Regions from separate parts of the Mus musculus genome. Here region 1 is linked to region 2. The links are chromatin contacts, called in public ChIA-PET maps. All regions are on one chromosome and are shown on one strand. Each heading gives the region's core, a stretch centred on a gene start, on an enhancer-like site or on the middle of the called end of the contact. The rest is flanking DNA. Distances are from core to core; before and after follow the strand shown.

What was found. ChIA-PET counts read pairs in DNA pulled down with a chosen protein or histone mark.
Region 1: a contact with region 2 is called in an RNA polymerase II ChIA-PET map of memory CD8 T cells, with 7 read pairs. The contact joins the promoter of Acsl6 here to the promoter of Csf2 in region 2. A contact is called at or near these places in 1 of 39 promoter capture datasets (maxillary cranial neural crest), 1 of 115 datasets of contacts at active chromatin or transcription factors (memory CD8 T cells) and 2 of 9 other capture datasets (adipose tissue and pancreatic islet).

What each region holds. Positions count from the first base shown.
Region 1 is chr11:54,300,618-54,307,280 of GRCm38.p6, forward strand. Acsl6 (acyl-CoA synthetase long-chain family member 6) reads left to right here and starts at 3,207. Exons shown (of 21, transcript NM_001033598.1): 1 at 3,207-3,305. Gm51861 (a long non-coding RNA gene) reads right to left here and starts at 3,084. Exons shown (of 3, transcript XR_003949553.1): 1 at 2,743-3,084; 2 at 1,210-1,320; 3 at 850-1,094.
Region 2 is chr11:54,248,093-54,254,841 of GRCm38.p6, forward strand. It overlaps Csf2 (colony stimulating factor 2 (granulocyte-macrophage)), which reads right to left and starts at 1,807. Exons shown (of 4, transcript NM_009969.4): 1 at 1,369-1,807; 2 at 1,230-1,271; 3 at 346-471. The coding sequence starts at 1,518. Gm12223 (a long non-coding RNA gene) reads left to right here. Exons shown (of 9, transcript XR_003949549.1): 5 at 5,164-5,218; 6 at 6,345-6,427.

The DNA.
Region 1 (6,663 bases), core at 1,957-4,456, 54 kb after region 2:
CTTCAACATATGAGCCTTTCCAACAGACATCTTCTTTTTTTTTTTTTTTTTTTTTTTCCGGTCTAGGGTTTTTTTTTTTTAATTTAATTTTATTTTTATTAGGTATTTTCCTCGTTTACATTTTCAATGCTATCCCAAAAGTCCACCATACCCACCCCCCCAATCCACTACCCACCCACTCCCCCGTTTTGGCCCTGGGGTTCCCCTGTACTGGGGCATATACAGTTTGCAAGTCCAATGGGCCTCTCTTTGCAGTGATGGCTGACTAGGCCATCTTTTGATATAGTCGAGAGCTAGAGTCAAGAGCTAGAGTCAAGAGCTCCGGGTTATTGGTTAGTTCATAATGTTGTTCCACCTATAGGGTTGCAGTTCCCTTTAGCTCCTTGAGTAATTTCTCTAGCTCCTCCATTGGGGGCCGTGTGATCCATCCAATAGCTGACTGTGATCATCCACTTCTGTGTTTGCTAGGCCCCGGCATAGTCTCACAAGAGACAGCTATATCTGGGTCCTTTCAGCAAAATCTTGCTAGTGTATGCAATGGTGTCAGCGTTTGGGAGCTGATTATGGGATGGGTCCCTGCATATGGCAATCACTAGATGGTCCATCCTTTCGTCACAGCTCCAAATTTTGTCTCTGTAACTCCTTCAATGGGTGTTTTGTTCCCATTTCTAAGAAGGGGCAAAGTGTCCACACTTTGGTCTTCGTTCTTCTTGAATTTCATGTGTTTAGCAAATTGTATTTTATATCTTGGGTATCCTAAGTTTCTGGGCTAATATCCACTTATCAGTGAGTACATATTGTGCGAGTTCCTTTGTGTTTGGGTTACCTCACTCAGGATGATGCCCTCTAGGTCCATCCATTTGCCTAGGAATTTCATAAATTATTTTTTTAATAGCTGAGTAGTATTCCATTGTGTAAATCAACAGACATCTTCTATCTAAATATTTACCCTAAGGTTAAAGGTCCAATATGAATGATTCATCCCTGAGGTGATCCTCCCAGGGTTAGGTTAGAGCCATCCTTCTGTTTCTAGACTTACCATACTGGCCTGCTGTTATTGCTGCTTCTGACTTGCCTGCCCAACACTCCAGCTCCTACCAGAAGAGGGCACAGAATACACAGTAGCTTAAAGAGTGAATGAGTACATGAATGAGTGGGAACTAGGAGGTCACAGCTACCTGATGGCTTGATGTAAAAGCCTCATCCCACCTTGCCTGCACATCTCTGGATGCTGGCTTCTCTCGCTCTGTGTTCTAAGGTTGCTGGACCCATGCAGTCTAGAGATCTCAGAGTTACAGCTGCCTGATTCATGATGGAGATCTACAAGGAGGAAGAAGCCCTTGGTAACTCAGTACCGAAAACAACAGCCCTGTGACTCAGTGGAAGGGACACACCTAGAGTGAAAAGCGACCTGGCCGTGATCCCACAGCCAGCCCAGCGTCTTCCTGTCGATGTCCCTCAAGAGAAGCCAAGTACTGCTCAGAGAAAAGCGGAACCCCACTCGGCTAAGTTATCACCAGCTCGGCACCAGCACAGAGCTTTAAACTGTGATGCTCGCAAGAAACAGAGACATCTATAGGAAGAGTAACTGGATGCAGCATCCTGCAGGAGGCCAGGCTAAATGTGTCCCATGACATCACTCTGGAGAAGAGGCTGCCAGAAGCCACCCAGGAGCCTAGATGCTCCTGCAACTTGGTGTTGCAGAGGACTGGCCCCAGAGCCTGCTGCTTGCCTCCTAGGACCCCTGCTCTGTTAACAGGTATTCACTGTGTACAGATAGAACAGTGTACAGATGATAGAAAGACCAGAGCATCCGAGAAGGGGATGGATCTTTTCATCCTAACTATAATGTGAAATGGATATTGACAGAATGCAGAAGGAAGGCACAAGAAGGAAAAGGCCCTACAGTGCATATGATCAGAAATTGCAATGGGATAAACCCTGCTTATGGCTTCATTATATTTAAAAAATGTGTGATGATATTCTGGCCAACTCCCTAGGCCAGTCTGACTTGAAACCATCTATGCCCTCTCCCAAGCCTAGAAGTGTCCCCTGACGGGGTCTCCACCTGAGCAGGCAGGCCTTCAATTAGTTCGCTACTGCTGCTGGGAATGCAGGAGGGATTTCTGATTGCTGTGTCACCCACTGGGAACAATCCTGCCACATCACCTCCATGATCCTCTCATAGAGGTGTCTGCCAAGTTTAAGATTCCAGCAAAACCCTTGCCAGGAAGAGACTGGCTTCAAGCAAGAGCAGCCCTCCCAAGACCCGGTTCCTGTAATGGGAAAGAATGGTCTATTGTAGAGACTCACTGTAGATGTTTCTGCAGACTGTACATCTCTAAGGTTCACAGAGATAGGCCAAGAGACACATACCAAACTAAAGATGCAGGACCACCCCCTCCCCAACACATAGAGAGACACACAGATAAACACAGACACACAGATAAACACATACAGATACACACACAAAGAAATTGAAGCCTAGATATGAGTTCAAGTGCACAGAGAGCATCCAATCTCACCTATCCACCCCTTGCTTTCTGATCTCTAATGTCTGGTTTCTCTCCCTCTTACTCCTGGTATGGGTCCTTGTCTTAACCAGTGCCTGACCAAGGTCTGTGCTGCTTGAGCGCTGTCCTCGGTGCTGGAAGCCTAATGAGTCCTGAATGCTTGAAGAACGAGGGGACCTTGGTGAAATCCACTTGAAGATGTCCATCGAGGCCCCATCAGAATACCTACCTTTATTATTTTAGAAAATCACAGAGCCAGGCTTCCTCCTTTTGTTCCCAGACAAAGGGATTGCAACTCTTCAGCTCACTCTTCAGCTCAGCAATGAGACCACCAACAACCTAGTGACCGTATGACCATTTATCACAGCTAAGAGGAACTTGAGCTCTTATGTACCACACATATGCATCACTGCCTGTGTCCTTGGGAGACACCTGTGATTCCATGTGGCTGCCTGTGTCTTCATGAGACATGCCTGGGGACATGGCAGCTGGTGAGTCTTCCCGTGACCTTGTGTGGCCTCCAACCTGACCTTGAGCATTCTTATTAAGTGTGGGTATTATCCAATCTAGCCTCACCTTGATGCCCCCCCCCCCCCCCCCGCCCCATCACTCCCTTCCCTCTTGGGTTTGCAGATGTGGCTCCCAGCAACTACAAAATCAGGTCCTAGGGGGCGTCTGACTCAGCCAGGAACCGGCACTTCAGCATGTGCACTTTCTGGGACAGAAGCCCTGGACCCCCGCTGCCATTTGAGCCTGCCTAGCCATAAAACCTTGGAGGCCGGTCGTGTGGAGGTAGGGTCGTTCATGGGTGGAGGCACGGTGAGGTAGGAGCGGCAGTGAGCCCGTGAGCCCCTTCCTCCAGCCCGTTTCCCCCAGAACGTTGCGGGGCGGGCGGCCCAGCCCCTCCCCCAGTCGGGCTCGGCAGTTCGGATGCCGCTGTCTCTTTGCCCAGGAGTCCCGGCGCGCTGCGGGGCTGGGAGTCGGGTTCCGTGAGGAGCGCGCGCTGCGCCCTCCCCCTCCCGCCGGGTCTCCGCAGCGGCGCGGGGAGGCGGGGGCTAAAAATACCCGGCGGCGGCGGCAGCGGCGGTGGCTCTGGGGCTGCGGGGCTGCGGGCCTGGGAAGCAGTGCGGGCCGGGCTGGGCCGGCTCACCGACATGCTGACCTTCTTCTTGGTGTCGGGGGGTTCTCTCTGGCTGTTTGCCGGTAAGTCCCGGTCCGATCCTGACCACCATTTCCGGGAAGCTGTAGTATCTCGGCCCAGGGTGCGGGTGTGACATCTCCACCTTGCGGAGCCCTCTGCTGCGGCTGCTGAATTGTCCCTTCAAGGTCCCCGAGGCGCCCCCCAATTCTGGTGGGGGTCCATGGGCAGCGTTGGGGAAGCAGCTGGGTCAGCCCGGAGGAAGGGCCTTACTAGCTGAGACCCCCATAACCCCCCTTCCGTTCTCAAGCTCCTTTCTCCTTGTGGTGAGAACCGGTGATCAGATTAGGCCCCGTGCCAAGGGAAGGGCAGACTTTTTGTGTCTGTGTCCATCTCTAGAGACCAAAATCCAAGTTATGTTGCCCCCACCACCACCACCAAGGTCCCTTGGTGAATTGTACGGCAGAGCTGACCTGGGTTTCCTGATCCAGCCAGAAACCTTTCTCACTAGCGGTCCCTGCTGCCCTTTAGCCAGAGGACAAGACTGGTTACTTGCCCCTTAGCTCTGCCCAAGGCTGTACCCTGGCTTCCCCCCTGCCTCACCCCTTTCCCTCCCTCATCCTTGCACCCTCTTTCTTAGGAAGCTACAGGACTCCTGATAAATCTCTGCATAGTACTTTCCCCAGATTCCTACACCCATACCTGTACTCTCCCAACAGGCCCACCCCTTACCAATACTACTTCTCAGCACTGGCCTCTCCCCTCTCCAAGCCTCCGGCTAATACCTCTAAAGGGTTTCCAGCCCCACCTCGGCCCCAGCTCTGTGCAGAATCTCTAAACCTGATAATGTACGTGAAAATGCTTGGCCTAGCCCAGGCCAAATGCTCTCCCCATGCTAATATTTCTTATTTGGTATTCGGATAGCACCATCAGCGGTGGTGACAAAGTTGTTTCTGAGCTAAAGGAAAGGCAGAGGTTGATTCTTTTGTGAGAATCATGTGTTTTCATGTGTGAGTTTTTTTTTTTTTTTTTTTAATATTCACTGTGAAACCTAGGAGGTTGGTGGGACCTCTTCTATTGTTGAGATTTAAAAACTGACTTCCCCAGTGCCATATGGATAACACTGGGCAGATTGGAATTTGATCTCAAGTTTTAGCTGATCAACCCATGCCAAGTGCTTGGTTATATCGTGTCTGAACCTGAGGGGATGGTGGGCCAGGTAATTATTTTTCCCGCCCCCACAATTGTCCTGAGTTAGGCCACAGGGGCATAGTCTCCCTGAGCTGGGGAGACTAAGGCCTCTCTAATCCCTTCAGCTCCCTAAGCTCCTTCTGTATGCCAGTGTCTGGTGACAGGCTGTTCAGGGCCACTCTGGTCTTGCCAACAGGCAAGGATAGGCGAGAGTTGGGATCATGGATAATCAAAATATGATGATGATGATGGTGGTGGTGGTGGTGCTGGTGGTGCTGGTGCTGGTGGTAGTGGTGATGGTAACATACACTATTTATTGCCTACGTGACAAAATTGCCTATGAGCCTCTTCTCAGTACCTGGTCCTCTTTGTTCTACTCCAGGAAGAACCCCACCCAGCATGGGTTCAAAGCGTTGGTCTTTGGTTCAGAAGTTTTTGTGGTTCCAGGAAGGTGTCCGGAGGCTACAGGGCCACTTGTGATAGGGATCATCAGTAGCCTGTGAGAGAAGCCCCTGAGTGGGAGGGCTTCTTGTCTATAACTTGTATACAACCGTCACTGAGTCAGGGTGAGCTTCTGTCATGCTTCCTTGGATAAGAAAAGGGGGCACCTGCCTCACTGAGGGGTTAGACAAGGGCTCTGAGAGTCAAGCAGAGCTTTTCCTGTGCTCGGTGGCAGCTGCTTTCACAGAGGCCAAGCTGCTCTGATTGCTGGAAGGCAGAGTCTGACATGTGCTTTTCCTTAGATGCAATACCCCAGATACATGCATGGTGGGGGCTTTATAGGTCATGTGCCTGCCCTTCTTGGGGCTTTGCTAGATCTCAGGCTTTCTCTTGGGATGGAAGGGTGGAAGGGTCTGAGAAATGTGCATTCACACACACACACACAACACACACACACACCCCTAAGGATGAATTCTGCTTTGTAATCTACTTTATAGCCCAGTGTAGCTCCCAGGTTTCTGCCACTCTGTCAAACAGGAAGATGCTCCTGAGCCAATGCCTGTGTGCTTTTTGCTACTCAGTGCATCCCTAGGGAAACAAACCTTGGTCTGGCAAAAGTTGACCTCAAGGGCTTTCAGGGAAAGATGGGGGAAAAGCAGCCTGGAAGAGCCACGAGCTCTGGGCTGCACAGTACCGAGCCATTCCAGATCTAACCCGAATGTTGAGTTGTAAACAAGGAGACAAGGATATGAGTCCAGCATGAGTCATGTGCTCAGTCTGGTAATAAATATGCCCACCATTTCCCAAGCACTCAGAGGACAATGGGATCAGTGGGTTGGGATTCCTGCCCACCTCTGTGACACCTGTATGTGGACTGTAAAGAGGTACCACTCTTGATACATTACTAAAAGGTACCCCTTCCTTCAGGCTGATGTAGCTCTAAACTCTTGTATAAGATCCAACCTGCTTAACTTCAGACCATACCTACCAGTGATGCCTGTATGGATTTCTGCAGGACGTGGGGCATTTATCAGAGACAGGTAGCCAAATACCAAATAAAAGAAGTCAGAGCTGTCGAAGGTATGCAGAAAGGACTGTGATGGGGCTGAGTTTTCATGTCTTCTGCCTTGAGGACCTGGGTTGTTGGATGGGTCCTAGAGGAGAGGATTTTTTTTTATCATAGAGCACAGAAGGACCCTTTGTTTAGGTACAGTGGCCAGGCTAAATCAGGAACAATCAAGACTGGAGGCAAGGAGTGTTGTGTAGGACTGTTAAGTTACGAGAATATATGTAGCCCAGGTTGGCCCGAGTGGCAGCTGGGCTCCAGAAGGAGGCAGAGATGAACCTCCAGTTCTGACTCCTGCTCTGGGGACATGGACC
Region 2 (6,749 bases), core at 557-3,056:
GTCCTGCCAGGAAGTGGCATCTGGGTGCTGGCTCTTGGCTCTCCTGGGCTTGGGCAGGCCCTGAGCTTCCTTGGGTTTGCCTCACCTCTGACCTCATGACTGACAATGGCATGTGTGACATGGGCAGATGGTTCCTCCTAGGAAGAGCAGTGGGCTCTCTGCTGTTTCTCAGCTTAGGGTCTAGGGATGAATAGGAGCTATGGCCTGTTCTTGGGGGGCTCCTAGGAAACATCTAACAATACAGAAACCACTTACTGGGGCCCTGAACAGCTACAGCCAGAAGTCTCTCCTTACTGGCCGCACCCTCCCAGACTAAGACCTGGGGCCCTGATGCTGTGTACTCACCGGAGTTGGGGGGCAGTATGTCTGGTAGTAGCTGGCTGTCATGTTCAAGGCGCCCTTGAGTTTGGTGAAATTGCCCCGTAGACCCTGCTCGAATATCTTCAGGCGGGTCTGCACACATGTTAGCTTCTGTGGGAAGCATCCATTTGTTGATAAGCAAAAGCCAAGTGTCCATAGAATACAAGCTAACTTCTCCCTACTCCCTTCTGCTCCCACCAAGTGGTACAGGTTGGGGCTAGTCATAACACTGTCCTGAGCACTGCCCTTCTTCTTGCCTGGTCCAGGCCACCTCAGCTACCACAGCCATGTTTATAGTCTGGTACCATAGAGGTTCCCAGTTCCAAGTGCTGTCCCCCCCCCAAAAAAAAAATTTGTAAGCAAAGGCTACTTGCTGCCATTCTAGAAGAAGGAGATGGCCAGAGCCCAAACTTCTGTGTGGGGAAGCACTATTTCAAAAGCCCCTCTGTGCCCTGTATAATCAATACCCTCTGTGCCCCTGTATAATCAATACCTTCTCTCCATGGTCACGGGGCACAGAGAGAACTTGAAGGCAACAAGGCCAACTCATAAAGTGACTCTCATGCTCCCATCAATCCCTGAAGACCTCTGACCTTTGAAAGCTAGCTCTGCCCAAACTTATTGCTCACTTGATAAAAAGAGTGCACATGACTGCCACAGGGGCATGGCTCTGGACGATAAAAGAGTGCACGTGACTGCTACAGAGGAATGGATATAGAGATCTTGACTACCCAGATTCTGCCCCCTCCCGCTGGCAGCCACTGGCAGGGAAGAGTGTAGAAAGCCTTGCAAGAGGCTATTTAAAGCAGCCCTGCAGGGCAACCCGGGAAGCTACACCAAAAGAGAAGAGCAAAAGAGAAGCAGCTTACCTTGAAGGAGAACTCGTTAGAGACGACTTCTACCTCTTCATTCTGTAAAAAGGAAGTGCCGTGTTACCAAGCTGAAAGGCAGGGCAAGACAAGGGCCAATGGGTGGCCTGGGAACAACCCAACTCTCTCCCTCACTCACCAACGTGACAGGCATGTCATCCAGGAGGTTCAGGGCTTCTTTGATGGCCTCTACATGCTTCCAAGGCCGGGTGACAGTGATGGGTGAGCGGGTGGGTGCTGAGAGGCTGTAGACCACAATGCCCAGGAAAAGTAAATTCTGCAGCCACATCCTCCTCAGGACCTTAGCCTTTCTCTCTGAGTACTGGGCTCACTGCAAAAGAGCTCTTATATACACAGTTAGAGGAAATGATTAATGGTGACCACAGAACTCCAGGGGGGCGGGGGAACTACCTGAGTTGTGGAATCTCCTGGCCCTTATCAGCTATACATGGGGCCAGTGAGCCTTCCCCCAGGTTGTCAGGCTTGGGGGGTTTTCATTAATAAGCCCTTCCAAGAACTGGCAGCCCACCTGCGGGCTGCTTTAAAGGCCTTTCCCACCCTGCCTGGGCAGTCTGACCCAGCCTCTGGCTAGCCTCTCCTTTTTGAGGGGCCTCCAGGCATATTTGGATTTCCTGGCCTGGAGTGGCTGGGGCGGGGTTTGGGAGATACTGAGTGGGGCTCTTGCTTCCATAGCACCTGCTGTTCCTGGAGGCCTTTGGGCAAGCTCTACCTACTCTGGTGGCTCATTCCAGCCCCAGTCCTGGCCCGTTCTCTTTCCAGCCACCTTCTGAGATATACACTTCTCACAAGTCCACCTCATTATCTAATTAAATAAGGTCCAGCCCAATGACACAATTCTATAATGGTCTCCACAGACTCCCACTGAGGAGACCATTCTGGGCAAACTCTGCCCAGCCAAGCCCCACCCCTGCCACCTTGGGAGCAGTGAGAATGACAGCAATGGGTATAGAAGCCAGGCAGACTATACCATGTTCTCTTATGATACCATCCCAACTGACTGCTACAATCCCAGTTACAAAGGCATGTTCAATCCTAAAAATTCACAGCATGGCTAGAGCTTCTGGCTGGGGCAGGTAAGGCTACTCCCATTTGACTGCTGATTCTGCCCTCCCCCTTTGCCAAGCGACTCTTCCTTTGAGTTATGTGAGCCTCTTTACCCTCTTCAGAGCAGCCTGCCATTCAAAAAGGACACATTACTGCTATCTGTACCATTATGGGATACCTGGGTCTCTGAGGCTGGCTGTAACATAGTAACTAGCTGTAACACAATAACCAGGCACGCACACACGCACACGCGCGCGCACACACACACACACACACACACACACACGTGCGCCCCAACCCCCGCTTCCCTGGCAAGTTCTCCCAGGCTTAGTCTGTTGCACAGCCCCTTGCTCCAGCCCACCTCCCTCTCCAGAAGCTCTCTGTGGAATCAGGAACTGCTTCTGGAAAGGCAGCATGGTCTCAAGGGGCTAACAAGTGTTTGATTTTCACAATGGCTTTTGGAGAAGACGGCACGAGTTTGTGTTTGCCCAAGGGATCTGGCCCAAGCCTTCCTATACAGGAAGTTTGAGACCATGGGGATACATATGTGTATCTCTTCAGTCATGTGTGTATGCTGGTGGTGTTGGATATATATGTACTCATAGGAACATGTCAAGGTGGAGGAGGTTTTACATAAGGGTGCATCTAACATGAGCCACACTTGTTTTGCCTGCTTTGTGAGAACCCTTGGGCTTCTGGCGGTGCCCTCTTGATATGAGAGGGGGCCCCTAGCCAAGAAACATGCTTTAGGGCCCAAGAAGCTGATTCAGTGGACTGATGAAACCAGACAGAAGTGAGGGCTTTCGAGGGTCAGATAACAGGTGGAACTCAGGACAAGACCACAGGAATCATGTAGAAAGAGAGACTGGGGGGCCAGAATGGCCATGTTGAAGAACTAAAGGCATTCGTCTTAGCCCAAGCGTGTGGCAGGGTGGTGGCTAAGAGGAAAGCAGAGGCCCCAGAGTCAAGACTCACGTCAAGGATATGGTCTACAGGTGCCAAAGTTGTCACTTATGGGGCAGGATTCTAAGGGCTTGGGGATGCAGTTTGTGGGTAGATATGTATCTTTCTCCTAGAAAGATGACATCAGGGTGGAGGCGGTGACACGGGCAGGCATTCCTAGATTGCACGCATGGAAAGAAGCGGCAATAGCATCAGACAGCCTTGCTGACTCAAGGGCCTCAGTGGGGCTGTGGCAGGGCGGAGGTGGGGACCAGATGGGTGGAGTGACCCCTCTTTGGCCTCCCAGCCCACAAGGCCAGGAGAGAACCCTCTGGAAGGAGTTTCCGGGGAGTGTCCCTTGACATGGGCCCTGGGGGAACCAGAAGCGTGTGGCTGCCCCAGGATCTTTATCACAAGAGGAAGTCAACACCAGGAGGGAAGGAAATGGGCCCCAAAGTCCCTCTCATCCCACGGGACAGACACATGAGCATTTAAGATGGTCTGACCCATCCTGATGATCAACATTCTTCAGGGAGGCCTTCGTCCTTAATGGAGTCTGAGATCTAAGAGACCACTTGCAGCTCAGTCCATACATGGATGCTTTCTCCTGCTCTAGGGGAATGGGCCACACAGCAAATTCTGGCCACCTGCCTAGTCCAGAAAATGGTGGACCTAACACACTTGTCCATCAGGGCAGCTCTATTGGTGGGAAGGCAGGAGTGGCCTGTGACTGTCCCAAGGACATCTTGGAGCTGTAGGAGAATTTTCCTAGCATATTCTGCCCTCTATCTAGATATCACTATACCCCAGGCTTGGGCTCTTTTCTCCCTACTCAGCCACCATGAATTCTGGAATATCCCAGGAAAGTACCCCTCCAAAGGCTCCATTGCATCATCCACTTGATGGATGCTGTATCTGTTGTTGGAAAGTTTATAGAAAGATTTTTCCCAGAGGGAGGCAGCATTCTGATACCTTCCCCATCCTGGGGAAGTCCTAACCTGGCAGAAGAGCCAGAATTTCTGGAATGTCCAAGGACTGTTGTCCCTTGTCCTGTCCCAGCCTCTGGGAGCATCTCTCTGGACAGATGTAGTGAAGTAGAGAGATGGTTTCCACCCAGAGACAAAGCTTGTGGAGTCTTGTCCCACTTTGAGAGCCACAGTACAGCTCAACACCCTGGGTGGCTTGTATGTCCTTGAGAAGGTGGTCCTACTCCCTCCCTGCTACTCTAGGCACATAGAGCCACAACTCTAGCCTTCTCTGTCTCCACTCCTGAGTGACCCCCTCCACATTCTCTGTCTTTGACCCACCCCAATCTATTTTAAAAGGCCAACTTTCCTTCTAGTTCTGTCTCAGCTGCCTGGGTATCCTCAGGTCCCTGGCACTGGTGAGCTCTGATGAATCGGGGAGGACCTGAGGGTAGCATCCATTCAGCTAAGCCTCCAGGAGGCTATATAATATGGTCCTAGCTCTCAGAGAATTCATGCCTGTAGCCCCACGGAGTAGAGGACAGGGACAACCAGACCTAGATTTATAGGCACATGGTTGAGAGGGCCAATGAAGATATGCATAAAAAAACAAACAACCATGGGAAGTGGGTATGGGGCAGACAGAATGACAGTGTCTGTCTCTGTCCCAGGGAAGCCAGCTAGGTTAGTAATTATTTGCTTCAGTGAGGAAACTATAGGCAAGCAGTAAGGTTTGGGGTGTCAGCCAGACTAGACTGGATAAGGGAAAGAAAAAGCCAGTATTGTCTGAGAATGCTTGGCTAATTACTGCAATATGGATCCAGCACTTGAGACCCTGAGAGGTCACTGGGGTGTTCCAGTACCGTACAAGCTGCGTGAACTGGATTATGCTGGAATGCCAGCTTTTGAGAATAGATCAAGTATAGTAAGACCTCCTCTTTGGCTTTATTTCTTGTTCTTAGGGCTTCTTTGCTGTCTCCCCAGAACCTAGAAACCATGCCAAGCCCATATAGTCAGGTAAGTCCTATGGGCACACAACCCATGAAAGCAGCACTGGGCCTGCCTCTCACAATGCCCTCCACTGCCTGGGATTCTCTACCCAGAATTCTCCCTCCATGGTTAGGAATGTGTCCCACCCCTCAATTCTGCCCCAAGCCTTATCTCCAACTGAGAGGTCAGCAGGCACCCAGAGGGGACACTGTCTTTATCTGTGCCCCTTGAAAGAATCTCTGGGAGTGCATGGGGAAAAGACCAAAGGAGAAATGAGGGGAGAAGCCATCCTAACCTCCTGAAGTGCTAAGGGCCCTTCTTCCAACCCTAGGTGTAGTGGGAGTTGCAGACCCTTGGTTGGCTCTGACACCTGCCAGCTTCAGGAGCTGAGGGGCCATAATCAAAGCGGTGGTTGCTGCTTTATATTTTCATCAGGACAGGGTCCTAGAAGGAGCCATTCACAGAGCTGTTTGGGTCTTCCAGGCTCCTTCACTCTTTCCTGGAGCCCCTGTCTGTCGGGTATGTTGATTGTCTCTCTGGATTTCAGATCCCAGAAGGCTCTGGCCTTAAATAATGTTCACAGGATCTTTGTCTCTGGGCAATGCTGCCCCCCCACCCCCCCACACACACAGAGCAGCTGTCAATGTCCTTTCAACACCTCCTAGAGTCCCTATGATCCCTCATATGGGTAAGGCCCACCTGTACCACTCCAGCTGAAGTGCAAAAAGAAGTCATAAAAGGTGATCATAAACTGAGAGGGTCCTCAGAGTGCCTGTCTGCAGGTGGCAGGAAGAAGTCCTTGGGGACATCCCACCCCTAGGGCCACTAGCTCCTCACTACTTCCTCCCAAACACACACCCATTTCCACACCCTAGACTGCTACATCCCGGCAAGAGTGCTGCCAAATCCCTCATAGTCCCCCCAGGAAGCATCAGCCTCCATCGTCCTGGATGCAGAGCTGCAGACTCAGACCAGTCTTCAGACCTGGCCACTGTGCTTAAAACTACTTTCCTTCTCTGTGCCCGACCTTCATCTTCATGAGGGGATGGAGACCTCTGCAGGTCACTGCAGAGATGCCTGGAGACACCTAGAGGAGCTTCTTAAATATCAACCAAGAGCTAAGTGTATGAAGATTTTCTGCTTGGGTTTTCAGTTTGGACTAGTTGGGAGGCCTCCATTCCAGCCTCAGTTTCCCCAATGGTCAAAGAAAGAGAATCTTCACCGGGATCTGTGCAGGTCAGTGAAGTAGATTAAGTTGTCTTTGATGGAGAGATTTCATCACCATGTGGAGTGCCTCATGATGTTCCCATGTATACCTTCAAGAGGCAAAGGCAGCCAGGAGCAGGGTACAGTGCTATGCGGGACCTGGGTGGACTACAAAGTAGCTGAGCTACACTCATTTCCTGTAGAGAGTCAGTTAGGATACCAGACTGTCTTCCCCATTCCTGCCCTCTATCCTAGCAAGGAGGAGATAGTTCTATGTCGTCAGGGAGCTTTCTAGGAGGAGAGAGTTCTATGTGGCCAGGGTCGTGCTTTCTAGGAATAGGCAGCCTGATTC